Linked DNA regions of Mus musculus: regions 2 and 3 are each linked to region 1. A link is a contact called in public promoter capture Hi-C data. All regions are on one chromosome and are shown on one strand. Each heading gives the region's core, a stretch centred on a gene start, on an enhancer-like site or on the middle of the called end of the contact. The rest is flanking DNA. Distances are from core to core; before and after follow the strand shown. Region 1 holds the start of 4932412D23Rik (RIKEN cDNA 4932412D23 gene). Region 2 holds the start of Slc35a5 (solute carrier family 35, member A5). Region 3 holds the start of Abhd10 (abhydrolase domain containing 10).

Region 1 (4,512 bases), core at 237-2,736:
ATTTTAAGCAATTTCTAGATTCTGATAGCCACACCCATAATCTTCAGAAAGGCCCTAATGTACTAATGAAGTCAAGGCCTTGTGCTATTTTTTTTTTTTAAGTCAGGGCTAATTTTGTTTTGCTTATGGTCTGCCAGACTTCTACTTAGTCAAAGCAAACATTTGGTGTTCAAAGTATTTAGTGTGTGTCAAGGAAACCTACGTGAAATCCAGGCTTAAACTTACTTCAAGTCTACCAGAATCTATTTTTCAAGTCTATAATCTATAAGATTATTTTCTGTATTAATAACCAATACTACAAATACAGTTTCTTTGTATGGTTGGTGTTTCTGACAAATCCCTTTCGTGACAAATTAAGCTCCTTAAAAAGTATTAGTTCTTATTTTGGCAGGAATTCTTTTTCTTTGTAGAGTGAAAAGCCATTCTTTTTTCCATCTTAGTCCTTTTAAGGAATTCTTTTCAGGAATCTATCCTTGGCTTCCTGCTGGCCTCAGGCCTCACCCCCTTCCTCCTCCACCCCGCCCTTGCCTGACCAGTATTTGTTAGAATTTGGCTCTGGGGAGTACTATGCTGAGTGACAAATGGATGAAGATGAAGGTTTTATTGAAGCATCTGAACTGCATTTAATTTTCCGTGTTGCTTTATTCCTTCTAGCTCCCAGGATATTGAATTTTGTGGGCTTCAGTTGGGTCGTCAGTACTTCAGGCGTTTAGTAATAAGAAACATAATCTGCTTTTTCCGGTAGGATAATAAATCCTCATTGATATTAAGGGCGGCTCTCTGCAGACGGTTTTACACGGTATTTTTCTGTAGAAACACATTCCCTGGGAGTCCTAAAACTGCTCCCGCCTCTCTGTCTCCCTGGGCCTCAGGTCGCCTCCCGCCCAGCGGTCCCTCCCACCGCCAGGATCCTGCTCGCTAGGACATCCACTGCCCGTGACCACGACACCCCTCCTCCCTGCACTGAACCCCTTCCCTCCCCTCCCCCTCTGGGCGAGCCAGACAGCGGGTAACCGCCGCCTCCGCTGGGGCATCCCGGCTCCATAGGCGGCGCGCGGCAGACACCTGCTTCTCACTGGCCGCCGCCGCTGCCCCTCACCCCGCAGTCCCCGCGACAATTGGCCCCGGGCCGCCGCCCGTCATCCTCTAGCCCCTCTTGGAGTCCCGCCTCTATCCTCGGGTCATTTAAGTTTATCACAAATAAATAAATAAAGGAGGAAATAGAAATGCGTAGAAAGTAAAAGCAGTCAGGAGGGGGCGGGGACGTGGATGAAAAGGAGGGTGGGGAAGTGGAGGAGTAAACAACCAAACTTGATCGTGCCTATACTGACCAATCACCGATCACTACAGTCCGGTCTGACGGCCTCTGTCGACCAATAGTTTCCCAGCTCTTGGATCACTGAATAACCAGAGACAGCTGGCCTCTCTACACAGGGCGCTGGTGGGCGGGAAGAGTTGAGAACATTGACCAATAGACTGTTAAAACTGCTCTGAGTGAAGTTTCCGCTCACCAGTTGATGCTTGAGATAGCGGATTGGGTGTCTCCTAGGCCAATCAAAGATGACAGAGATGAGAGAAGGGGCAGTTAGGGGAGGAGCCGCGGAGGGGAGGAGGAAGAGTGCATTTTGTTTATGGGCGGCAACCTCACGAGGGCTGTCCAAACGCTATTGGTCAGCTGAAGCAGCGAGTGGCATGCGAGCCGCCCAATAGTAGGACAAGGTAGAGGTTCGCGGCTTCGGGCGCCCAATGTGGGCCTTCTGCCGAAGAAGTAGGGGCGGGGGGAAGTTTAGGAGTTGAGGAAAGAAGATTAAAGAGCGCGAGGAGGTAACGCCAAAAACTCTAATTTGTTGTGGGGCGGGCGGGAGGGAGGGGTGTGTGCGTGCGGAGCGCGGCCGGGCGTCTACGAGTCGCGGGGAGTCGGGGGTGACGGGCCGCCGAGGAGGGGGCGGGGTGGGGCCGTGGCGCGAGTTCCGAGCCGCAGCCCGGGGCTTCTGCCCCGCCCCGCCCCGCGCGCCCTCCCGCCGCCCCTCCTCGCGCCCGCCCGGCGGCCTCGCGCGACCCTGCGGGGAGGGTCCGCCGCTGGCCCGGGCGGGGCGTCCGGTCGTTGCCACTGCGTCTAGTCTCTCCTCCCCGCTTCTGGAGTCGCGGCTTCCCAGAAGAGGAGCTGAGGGGCACCGGCCGGGGCTCCGGAGCTGTTGGCGGCGCCGGCTCCCGCCCCTCTCCTCTCCCTCCCTCCGCCCTCCCAGTCGCTTTCCTCCCGCGCAGAGAACTGGCTTCGGAGAACCCGGGCTTGGGCGCGTAGCCCAGCCTGCCTTGCTCTCACCCGTAGACAGGGGGGCTTGGCAAGGATTGAACCCTGTCCTCCTCTCTTTAGCCTTTGGGCCCCTTCCGAAACATTAAAAAAAAAAAAAAAAGTTAACGCTCTCTCATACCTTGAGACATAAAACAAAACAAAACAAAATAACAAAACCTACCCCATCCCCAAATACAGGAGTATGGTTTTGAAGTTCATTCAAATGTGGTCCTCTAATTGTTTTAATGCTTTTCCCTGTGTGGGGGGCTCTCAGTGTCCCCCTTCAGCCCCTCCCCTTCCTAAGGATGCAGAAGAGGCAGGAGGCAGGGATTTCGTAAAAGTTGTATTGATAAACACACTTGCACAAGCATATGCTAGGCACACACACAGACTATAAACATTAGCGAAAAACACAATATGGCGTACAGCTACGCTACCTAGCTCGGTAATCTGATGATCTCTTACTCCGAACCGGGTCAAATCAGGTCTGAAGAAGCAAGACAGTTCTCCAGCAGAAATCTGAATGGCATGGGAAAACATTTGGAAGCCTGCACCTGATGGTATAGTCCTCAGAATCATTGGCCCAGATTTAAGTTGAACATGTTACCTTTTTAGACAGTGAAATTTACTATTTTTTAAACACACACACACACACACACACACACACACACACACACCAGAATGTTACTAAAGTGGACTTTTCTCACTTTGGTATTTTCTGCTATAAAAAATTTCAGCGTATACAGTGATTTCAAGTGAACAGTGTTCCAAGTTACTGCTGCAACTTGTTGCCATTGAAAAACTTAGAACATCCAAATACTAGTTTATGGAAAAATAGTGTGAGCTCTCAATTCAAGGAATCAATGGCTAGTTAACGCTCTCACAGGATTTACTGGGATTCCTGGTTTAGCTTCTTGTCTCAAGGACATTTTTCTATATTGTGGGAATAGACCCCAACCCTCTGACCCTCTCCACAAATGACTATGTCAGGATCTGACTACGTTTTGTATTTTTGCGTTACAGTTAGGTTTGACTTGACTTCTAGGGAAAGTAGATGAAACAAACCAACAAACAACTCGCTTATTCTCTCAGATCCTTGCTCGTTAGAATTCCTAATAAATCGTCAGAGTGCCCACGCAGGTAGGACATGGTGGTACTCCAGCATCTCTTGAATCCTCCCAAGAAACTTGGTTTTAGAATTGTTGAAGAACCACAGATGGTTCTGTTCAGTTGCTCTAGTGTAAAAGCCTAAGATTGGGGTTCTGAATTCCATTGAATTCCATTTGCAGAACTTTGTGTCTGAGGTCAAACGGTGCTGAAATAAACCTGTGAGGAGAAGAAATTGGAGTTTTCTGGAAGTCTCTGAGCTGCCCAGAGAGTGAGGCAATCAGGCATTGGGGCTTTGATTCAGGTCTTAGATGACAGAAGTACAAGCATTTCAGCTATGAAGAGCAGGTTGACAGGTATACCCCCACCAGGCTCCAGAGCAATAATGCCTTTTCCTGATGACCTTCTAGTGTTTATTAGGTTAGAAAAAAAAGCTTAAAAATGATTAAATTTTATCCATGTTCTGGAAGCTGTCTTTGTTTGTCTGCCTAGGTAGGCCAGCATTTTGGGATTCTCACTATACCAAGATCCTGAGTTTATTGACTAGGTAATGAGGCAAAGAGTATGTTTTTTACTTGAGGGCAATGCTGGGGGTGGGTGTTTAGATCGGTTAGATATGGTGTTGACTCTGACACCTAGTTAGGTGGCAAGGCTTTGGGACATATAGCGTACTCCTGTTTGCCTGTATGACTTTGACTGATTGATAAAGGAAAAAGATAGAAGAGCAAAGCCTTTTCAAGTGAGTTGTTTTTGTGTCATTTCTGCAGATTTTCAGAAGACTTTTGAGACAAACTAAGCTTCCCAGATAAAAGCCTAGACTGAATAACTAGGCCATTTAAAAGAGCAATAAAAGCTACAACTAAATTCCTGTAAATGATTTACAACATAAATGAATTTTAAATTATTTCAGATATGGAAGGGAAGTTTTATTTTCTGAAATAGTCATGGCAACATCACCAGCAGTTCTGGATACTTGGGATGGAACAGTGACGCGAGGGGGAAATTGTTGGTCTCTGTGGAGCTTAAGTCATTAGGTAATGGACTTTGTCTACTCCTCATTGCTAAGAGATTATTATTTTTTAATTAAACAATCCAGCAGCTTTCGTGTTTTA
Region 2 (4,675 bases), core at 15-2,514, 2.3 Mb after region 1:
ACACCAGGCAAATGATTAAAAGCACCCCATACACATTTCCATTTTAACTCACCTTCATTGGCAGAGTATTTTACCAGTAAGATTCGACTTGAACTTAGAGTAATGAATATAATGCCTAGCAGGAATGTGTACAGCGTTGGTGGGCCTAACCCAGGGCGCCTGGAGCATTTTCTTTCCATTCCACGGGTTTTTAATTGCCTTAAGAAGATCACTTTCATGAGCAGCCCCGTCGGCAGACCTAAGGATTAAACACAATGCAAAGACTGAAGACTGTGAAGAATAGAAAAGGAAACCTGTAGAAGTCTGGCCACAACTACAGCAGACGGAAGACAGCCGAGGACAACAGAGAGGACTTAAAGGAAACAAACCATACTGCCAACATCTGATAGGAGAGGCAAGTCTCAAGACAGAGAGGGGATGGCCAGATTGGAAATAAGTTAGGAAATGTGTAACTGACAGTTTGGGACTGCAGAAAAGCAGTTTATTCGTATTAACTTTGGTCCACAAGGAATGAATTTTGGAATGGCCTTTCCTTTCAGAGCAGAAAAAGAGCTCACTGGGAACGATTCTTTTACAGAAGCGACCTCAGTGCAAATAGTTGAATCACAGCTAATGACTCTTAAGTGAACCAGGATGGGACCAGAAGGCTCATCTTGGGTCAGTGAGCCTAACTGGTCGGTCTTTCACGACAGATGGTCACGAAACTCCAGGCAGGGTAAATACTTGCCCAACGCGCACAGGTAGGATGGGAACATAGAGCCGTCAAGGGCCGCAGACACAGGCCCAAATCAGAGAGCAGGTGGGCACAAGCCAATGGACAGAAGGCCAATGGGTCAGCACTCCTCCCACCTCCACCAGGTTTCCCTCACTGTCAGGGAAACCCTCCCACACATGCGCAATAGGAATCGCGGGCGGCTCCCAAGCCCCTTAACACGCTCGAGCCACAACACTCAGCCCGCGAGGGCGCGGTTACCTCAGTCGCTCAGGGAAGGTTCTAGTGCAAGAACGGACATCATAGAGCCGACATAGTGACTGCCTAAGTTCGTAGTAGCAGCAGTAGGTTTTGAAGGCCCATTGGTGGGGAAACTATGAGCCGGGAGCAAAGGCGACAAAAAACAAAAAACAAAAACAAAAACAAACAAAAAACAATAAAAATCAACCCTTCTCACGCTGCCTTCCAGGGCTGGAATACAAAGCTAAGAGCCGCCCGCTAGGGAAGAGCAGCCTGAGCGGCCATTGCGCAGGCGCGCTCATTCCAGCGCTTCCGGGGGGCGGGCCGGAGGGAGCAGAGGCCGGCCGGTCCCGCCCCCGCGGGCCTCCTTTTGTCACGTGTCCTGGGAGAGTCGAGTCACGTGAGGCCTTAGGTGGCGGCGGGGCTGTTGGGAGAGTGTGAGAAGAGGAAGGGGAAGCCGGAAGGGGTGTTCAGTGGAGCTCCGGGGAAGAGAGACAGCTTGGAGAAGGCCGGGGGCTGCGCGCGCACCCGCCTCTCGCTCAGCCGGCTTGGGCCCTCTGCGGTGGCGGCCAGGTGACAGCTGGGCCGGGCCTCCGCGTGTCGCCGCCCCTCCCCCCCGGCCGGGCCGGTGCCGCTGCGAGGTTCGATGCCAGTCGGGCACGTCCGGGGCAGTTTTTGACTCCCCTGTGGCCCGGATTGCGACAGTCCCTCCGTGCCCTATCGCTGCTCCAGCCCCAGGATGCAGAATGTGATCAACACGGTGAAGGGAAAGGCTCTGGAAGTGGCCGAGTACCTGACCCCGGTCCTCAAGGTAAGCGGGGAGGGTCTGGCTTGCTCTGCCCTGGTTGCCCAAGTCCCGGTCCCCAGCGTGGACGGGGTGTAGAAGGTGGAGGGGCGAGTCGCGCGGCCGGGTGCTGCCTCTTGCCTTGGGCTCCTGGGCCAGTCCCAAGGCTTGCTGGCTTCCCCGCTTCCACTAGAGTGAAACTGGGTGCCTGCTGTCTCCACTGATCAGTGCCGCCTTGGAGTGCACGGCTAGGTGGTGCGGAGCAGAGGTACGAACGTTCTGACATCCATAGTCTTTTAAATAGGTAGACTGGGTTAACCTTTGAAAAGATGACAGCTTGGTGGCTAAACAGCATGCCACGTTTCCTTCCAAGTTTCATAGGAAGTTTTGCTTTTCGGGTGATCTAATTCCCAACTTGCTTAGGTTTCAGAGGAACATAGTAAACTGTGACATGTTAGTAACTCTGAGCCGAACTAGAGCGAAACTTGACGTTTCTCAAGCCTTTAAGGTAGCCGTAAGTGATTATTAATCTTGGACTTGAGTGATCCTACAGCAACAGTTCAGCACAGCCGATTGTATATTGTATAGATTGGAAACACTATTGACATTTTTAGGTGAAAGTTGTGATAGGTTAGCTGTTAGCACAGATTGGATTACTTGCTTTCAAAAGTAAAATTTCAGGGCTTCATTCAGAGCTTTCTTACACCTTCTAGGCTACATACGGTAACTTGATTTTGCTTTGTAAAAAGCAAGCAGTAAAAGAGAAACAGATAATTTTGCGTAGTTTTTGTTCTGTACTTAGCTTTCAGTTAGAATTTTACCAATCTTAGTGCAGGGGTGAAATCTGCTGATGGGCAGAGTAGGCTGTTCGATCTTTCCTTGGCAAGGGGGGAATGCTTTCCAATAATTATTACCAAAATACTTTTGGGCCAGGCGTTGGGGTTGCACACCTTTAATCCCAGCACTTGAGAGGTAGAGGCAGGCGGATTTCTGAGTTCAAGGCCAGCCTGGTCTACAGAGTGAGTTCCAGGACAGCCAGTGCTACACAGAGAAACCCTGTCTCGAAAAATACCAAAAAATAAAGTAAAATAAAATAAAATACTTTTGAAAAAAATACATTTTTGGATCAAGTTTGAAGAATCTGGAACAATTGCGAATGTTTCTTTTATATGTATACAGTGACAGTCATTTTAGTTAAGATTTACTCTTTTACTTAAGAATTGGAAAATAATTTCTACATTGACATCAAATGCTTCTTTTGTATGTTATACTTCCAGAATATTGTATCTGTGTAGATTCACAGTGTTTTAATAATGTACCATCAATTTAACTTTTAGTCTGAGGGAGAGATGAGCAAAACACTTCTCAATTAAATATAACATGGCTATCTTGTATAGCACTTGCATTTTGTTGAACTTGTAGAATAGTTCTCGAGGAATCAAAAATACATACACACACACACACACACACACACACACACACACACACACACACACACACACACACACACACTGTGTAGACTTAGTTGGTTTGGACCGCACTGTGTAGCTCAGACTAACCTTGAATTCTTAGAGATCCACCTTCCTCTGCCTCCCAAGTTCTGAGGTTAAAGTGTTTTGCCGACCTGCCTGGAGGCAATGTGTAGCATATGTTTTTAGTATAAAAGAGAATTAATGGCCCCTCCTTGTGACTCCTGTCACTCCTGTAAAGAGAATCCTTATAGATGAGGGAAGGGAAAGAGAAAAAGAGAGATAATCCAGAAAGAAATGATGCTTTGTTAGGAAGTGAAGGTTTAGAGATGGCTTTGTTTAGATGGCAGCTGTGTAGTAAAGCCGAAATCCTTAGAGTGATCTTGAAGGGTCTCTGGTCACTACAAGTCCCAGTCTCCTCTAACTTGTGAGTACTGTGGCGTAGCCTCCCTCCTTAGTACACAATCAAGCAGACTTTGCTTCTATAATTTTTCTTTCTCCCTTAGCCAGCAATCCTTTTACTCCAAACAGCCTTATGGTTTTAGTCTTTTTTCTATCCTTTATTTATTTATAATATATTTTGTTCTTATTTCTTGAGAATTTCATAGATGTGTACATTGTATTTTGGTTATATCCATCTCTACCTCCCCACCTCCAATTTCTTCCAGATCACCCCCAGCATATACCTCTGCCAACTTAGTGTTTTCTTTTTAATTCTCTGAGCACAGTCACTGCTGCCTAGGTGTGTGTGGGCATAGGGTCACCCATTGGAGAGTGGACAACCTACCAAAGACCACAACTTGAAGAAAAGAGACTTATCTTCTCCTAGAGAAACTGCTAGAGGCTGGGAGGACTGCTTTCAAAGTATCAGTCTTTGAAAGAGACTGATACACTCAAACTCAGAGTGCCAGTCATTCACTACCTGAACAAGATCAAGCCAATCAAAATTCCATTGGGTTCTGGAGGTGCTAAGTTGGACCCTTAGCCGAGGAGTTATTTTAATACCACCTCTCCCCTACCTAGTTTTTTTTCCTCTTCATGCTATAAAGATCAGTTTGATTTATTTTTCAGGCATGTAGCACATTGTCTCAAATTGTACTGTCATATAATGGTAAATATTTGTTGAATAAATAATATTCACAAATGGATGTCTTATGTTGTAGACTATACCACAAAAATCTTGTAAGTAAAATTGTGGAACAAAAATTAGTTAATAGCATTGTTGCTTCAGAGGAGAAAATACTGTTAAAAGTTTAATGAAGCTGGTGGTAGTGACACAGTGCCTAGAATGTTCTGGAGCCTGAGGCTGGAAGCTTTTGAGTTACACACCAGCTTGGCCTCAGTAACAAAACCCAATCTAGAAGAAAATAAATCAAAACAAAAGAAGAAAGTTATGATGGGGATGAGAATAATAGAAAATATGAAGTACTAAATGATTTCTTCTGCTGGCTTCTAATATATCCGTTTATT
Region 3 (4,452 bases), core at 1,348-3,847, 2.9 Mb after region 1:
ACTGCTACTGCCTTTATACCATTCATGTTAGAAAGATAGCCAGGGATGAAGATAATTCCTGGGGTTTTGCCTTTTAACCTCTTATAAGCCAGGTTTGGAAGTTCTGATCGGTTAAGGAAAGAAAGTGATGCCTTTTGTCTGCAAGCTAAAACAAAGTACACAAAGTGTGAATTATACTTTAAAAAATATTTTTGGAAAATCACACATATTTTCACATTTTAACTTTAACCCACTGCATTTGATAGGAAAATTAAAATAAGCTTCAAGTATGAGATTTTAAGTTTTAAAGTTGCATCAAAATTTTTACCTTTTTACCCAATCATACTTTCCAAAATACAGAATGAAATAACAATTTCAGTGAAACAAAAGACAGAGATTCATCAAAAAAATATCTTCATGTTGGCACCATGGGATTATCCTAAACAGTAGCAATTAACATTTAGATTTAAATACATCACTTTCAGCTTTTCCCCTGAGATTTCTTTCTTGTTTTAACAATGTTTCAGGAATTTCATGTCTTTTACTTTGACCAGATGAGTAGGGGAAAAGAAATGTATGTGTGTTTTTGTTTCTTTCTTTCCTCTTTACCAAATTATTTCTAATAATTTTGGCAAGGTCTTAGGCACCTGCAACCCCAGGCTTTGGGAAGCAGAGGTAAAACCCTCATCAGTCGTCAGCGTAGGCAGCCAAGAGGGAAGGATGTCCACAGTGCTGCGCTGTTTATGACCAGATCACCATTGAGCAATCGTCCCCAGGAAGGGCAAGCGACTGGCAACAAAGCACCATCATTTCCAGCATGTGGAGTTTCAGAAGGCCGCGCTCCTTTAAAGATAAGTTTGGATCAAGTATCATTCTTGGAAATACACTTCTCAAACAGCTCTCTAACTGGTGCGTTTACTTCTGTTGGCTGGCTTTTGGTAAATGGAACACATATATACCTTAGAACTATTTACATATGGCAGGACAAATGGGGAACCTTACAGGGCTTACTTTGCTGATCCATCTTTGCTAGTCCTTTATTTAAAAAAGAAAAAGATTAAGCAGTCTTACTAGCCCTTCATCTTGCTAATGAAAGCGCCTGGGTCTCTCCCATGTGTACTGCTAAGATTTTTTCCCATTTTTAATCTGTCCAGTTTATTTTCGAGAAAAAAAATAATGAGTAGAGAGTCTGACAGTGCACCCCAATAACCACACACACAAGAGCCACAGGCGGGGGGGCCACTACCATTTCCAGGTCACCTTGTTTTGTACAATGAGTTGTAGGAAAGACAGAGGCTATGTAGTGAAACCCTGTCTCACAAACATCAACAATCCATACCCCCGACCCCAAACACACACAAAGAATCAAATGCTTTAAAGTTATCCCTTGTTTGTGTCAAACAGATTCAAGGTTTTAGTCTCTGGAAAAATGTGCCAAGTTTAAAACTGGATTTAAAACAAGGCTACAGGGGATCAGTTTACTGGTCAATAGATTGTATCAATATTAATGTTCATTTTCCATTTCTTTAATTATATACTCAAAGTATCCTTTTATCCCCTTTCAGACATTACCTCCCAACAAATAAATTTCATTTCAGGCAGTTACTCTGAAGTGATGTTTGTTAGCTATAAAACAACAGATCCAACCTTCAATCTATAAATCATCTTTATATAATATAGATTAGCTGAAAGCCTGATGCATATATTGTCAATGAATACTGTTAAAGAAATTTAAAAATATATTTTACTCTTGTTATCGAACTGACATACTTGTGTGTGTGTATGTACAGTGTTAAGTTAAACCGATTACATACTTGAAAAAACTAAACTTGTTATATAATGGCATTAGTATTCCAAGCACTATGTAGCTATCTAATAGCTGTGTGGCAAGATGTGAAGAGGACACCAAGGATGTTATTTAAGGATAACTATACATGTACACAAATCATGTATTCTACGCATGTAATACTACTGATCCACATTTTAGCTTCCATTGTAGAGTAACTCCAATTCTTTAAACAAGAACAATCAGATATTAGGTCTAAAGACAGCATTTACATGTATATACATACATACTTTGTTTCCTCAAGTCCATGACAGGCAAGGCTAACCACTTGACATATATCCATATGAAAAGCTCTAGGAGCAGCTAATAACCAAACACATTAAATGCACATCTTATTTTTTTTCTTTCTGCTCTTGACGTTTGATTCAGAGGACGTAGGAACTCCTTAAATCGCAGTGTAACCGCTAACAAGGACTTCCAAGAACGCCGCAGGGCCTCAGCAGAAAAGCAGACTCCCCTAGCCTTGCCCAGCAGCGTTCAGTGCCGAGACAGCCAGAGCAGTTTTAAATGGCGCGCCAAGCCGGCTCCAGACGGGCACTGGACGGTCGCCGGGCCTTCCAAAGAGCCCCAGTGCCCCACCTTCCGTACACTAACCTGAGAGCCACCATGCCCGTGGGGGCTTCCGAGCTAGTGACGCGCTCAGGCCCGGGTGCCGGCCGAAGGACACAGCCGCCCAGCCCCACCTCCGACAAGGGGCCCAGGCCGCCATCTTCCCAGCTGCCCCTGCGCCCGCTACAGACGCGCGCAGGTCGCGCGGTCCCGAGGTCACGCACGCGCAGTCCGCGGGGAGCGGGGTGGGGTGGGGGTGGGGGTTGCTTACAAGCATCACGTGGGATTTGTTCACCTCCTCCCCCCCCCGCCCCCGGGCGCGGAGACGCATGCGCAAAGGTGCTGTCTGGGGTACTGCTGTCTCTACTGGGTTGTTCTGTCTCCCCCAAAGGGCATTTGGCTTGTGACATTGGGCGGCCTTGGCCGGTATTTTTCGCAGTAAGCTGCGGAAATGTCGGAGAGGAGCCAGGGTCAAATTGAGCGTGCATAGATGGGAAACCGTGTTATCATCCAGAGAAACCAAAGACCTGGGACAAAAATTGCTAGGCTTCTTGCCTTACCCATTCATTCCCTATGACTCCATTTCAGCTATGGGGGAAAGGTTTCCAAGAGGCGACCTTAATCTTAAAGTCACATCATTGGAGTCGCATCAACATTCTTTGATCTCTCCCAAACATTTTCCCACTCACCAGATTGCTGAAAATTCAAAGGAGCAGCCACAGGCAAAATTACTGAAAACACTCATTCACATATGGTTGCTTGATGGGTAACTATCTAAAGTCTTTTGTCAGGCAATCTGGCCATGTTATTATAATACACACAATTTTCAGTACGCTTTGAACTATCATGCCCTTTATGACTATTCTAAATATTGGCGCAAGACATCCCAAGACCAAATTCCCAGCACAAAAAGGAGATTTGCCCCAGAGACACAAAGGGCAGAGAGCAAAAGACAAAGACTAGAAATGGGGAGGAGGGAGAAGAAGGAGGAAAGAAGAGAGGAGGAAGGGTTTTTTTGTTGGGGGAGGGGGCACATAGGACTGCCTCTGAATCGACAGGAGACAGACATGGCTCATAGGAATATGGCTGTTTATAAAGGTTAAAGGGTGAACCCCATGTACGGATGAGGTGTTTAATTGGACAGGTTAGTTAGGACAGCCACAAGGGGGCTTTTGATTGCTGGACTTAAATACTTTGATTTCTGGACTAGGTTTAGCAGGAAGTGACCAAATAAGGGAATAGACCTTGGGGGCTACAGTTTCTAGCAAGGCAGAGGAAATGAGAGAGAAGGACCAGGCCTTCCAGAGACATGTTTGCCATGCTCAAGGTGGCTAGAGTCCCTTCAAACAGGAGTTCATAAGGCTCTGTGTTACCTTCAATAGCACCGTTTTGTTGTTGTTGTTGTTGTTGTTGTTGTTGTTGTTTTTTAACAAGGGGGTGGGGGAATGGCAGGGAAGGGGGTGAATCAATGGCAATAGAAAATAATTCAATTAATTGTGATACTAGGGTCTCTGGATTCTGACATCTTTCAAAATAATTTTGGCAGCCTCAAGTCTCACTAAGTATAGGACTTTATCTTGTCTATTCTGCTTGAAATTTCTGTACTTTGTGAAAAAAATATATGTTTTTATGTAAAACCACTTTATTTGTCTCAGTTTGTTTTGTCAGATTGAGGACCTAGGAAGGAAGGATTTTTAATTGGACAATTGTCTACACCCATAAGATTGGCCTGGAGGCACGTCTGTGGGGGGCATTTTCTTGATTGCTGATTGATGTAGGTGGTCCTAGCCCTCTGCGGGCCTGGATTGTATAAAATGTCAGTGGCTGTGAGCCTGGAAACAAGTTAGTGAGCAATATTCCTTGGTGGTCTCTGCTTCAAGCTTCTGTGGTGAATTTCTGCCTTGTCTCTCCTCAGTGATGAATATTTACCAGTAAGCCAAATAAACTCTTTCCCCCGTACAGTTGCCTTTGGTCATGCCATTTATTACAACAACAGAAGGAAACTTGGGTACTGTCCTTTTAGAGATTCGCGGGAACAGTTGTTGGTGCCAAAGACAAGAGCAAAGGGCAGGCACCGT

Evidence for each region. Promoter capture Hi-C pulls out the DNA fragments that hold promoters and counts their contacts. Capture Hi-C pulls out chosen DNA fragments and counts their contacts.
Region 2: a contact with region 1 is called in a promoter capture Hi-C map of erythroid cells, with 23 times the contacts expected there. The contact joins the promoter of Slc35a5 here to the promoter of 4932412D23Rik in region 1. A contact is called at or near these places in 3 of 39 promoter capture datasets (erythroid cells, liver and pre-B cells), 2 of 484 Hi-C or Micro-C datasets (double positive thymocytes and regulatory T cells) and 1 of 115 datasets of contacts at active chromatin or transcription factors (thymic regulatory T cells).
Region 3: a promoter capture Hi-C map of adipose tissue shows a contact between it and region 1, with 3 times the contacts expected there. The contact joins the promoter of Abhd10 here to the promoter of 4932412D23Rik in region 1. A contact is called at or near these places in 1 of 39 promoter capture datasets (pre-B cells) and 2 of 9 other capture datasets (adipose tissue and liver).

Annotation. Positions count from the first base shown.
Region 1 is chr16:42,874,101-42,878,612 of GRCm38.p6, forward strand. 4932412D23Rik (RIKEN cDNA 4932412D23 gene) reads right to left here and starts at 1,487. Exons shown (of 4, transcript NR_040521.1): 1 at 1,332-1,487. It also overlaps a transcript of Zbtb20 not described here.
Region 2 is chr16:45,157,409-45,162,083 of GRCm38.p6, forward strand. It overlaps Slc35a5 (solute carrier family 35, member A5), which reads right to left and starts at 1,265. Exons shown (of 7, transcript NM_028756.4): 1 at 974-1,265; 2 at 53-238. The coding sequence starts at 218. It overlaps Atg3 (autophagy related 3), which reads left to right and starts at 1,421. Exons shown (of 12, transcript NM_026402.3): 1 at 1,421-1,763. The coding sequence starts at 1,692.
Region 3 is chr16:45,740,358-45,744,809 of GRCm38.p6, forward strand. It overlaps Abhd10 (abhydrolase domain containing 10), which reads right to left and starts at 2,598. Exons shown (of 5, transcript NM_172511.4): 1 at 2,420-2,598; 2 at 1-145. The coding sequence starts at 2,534.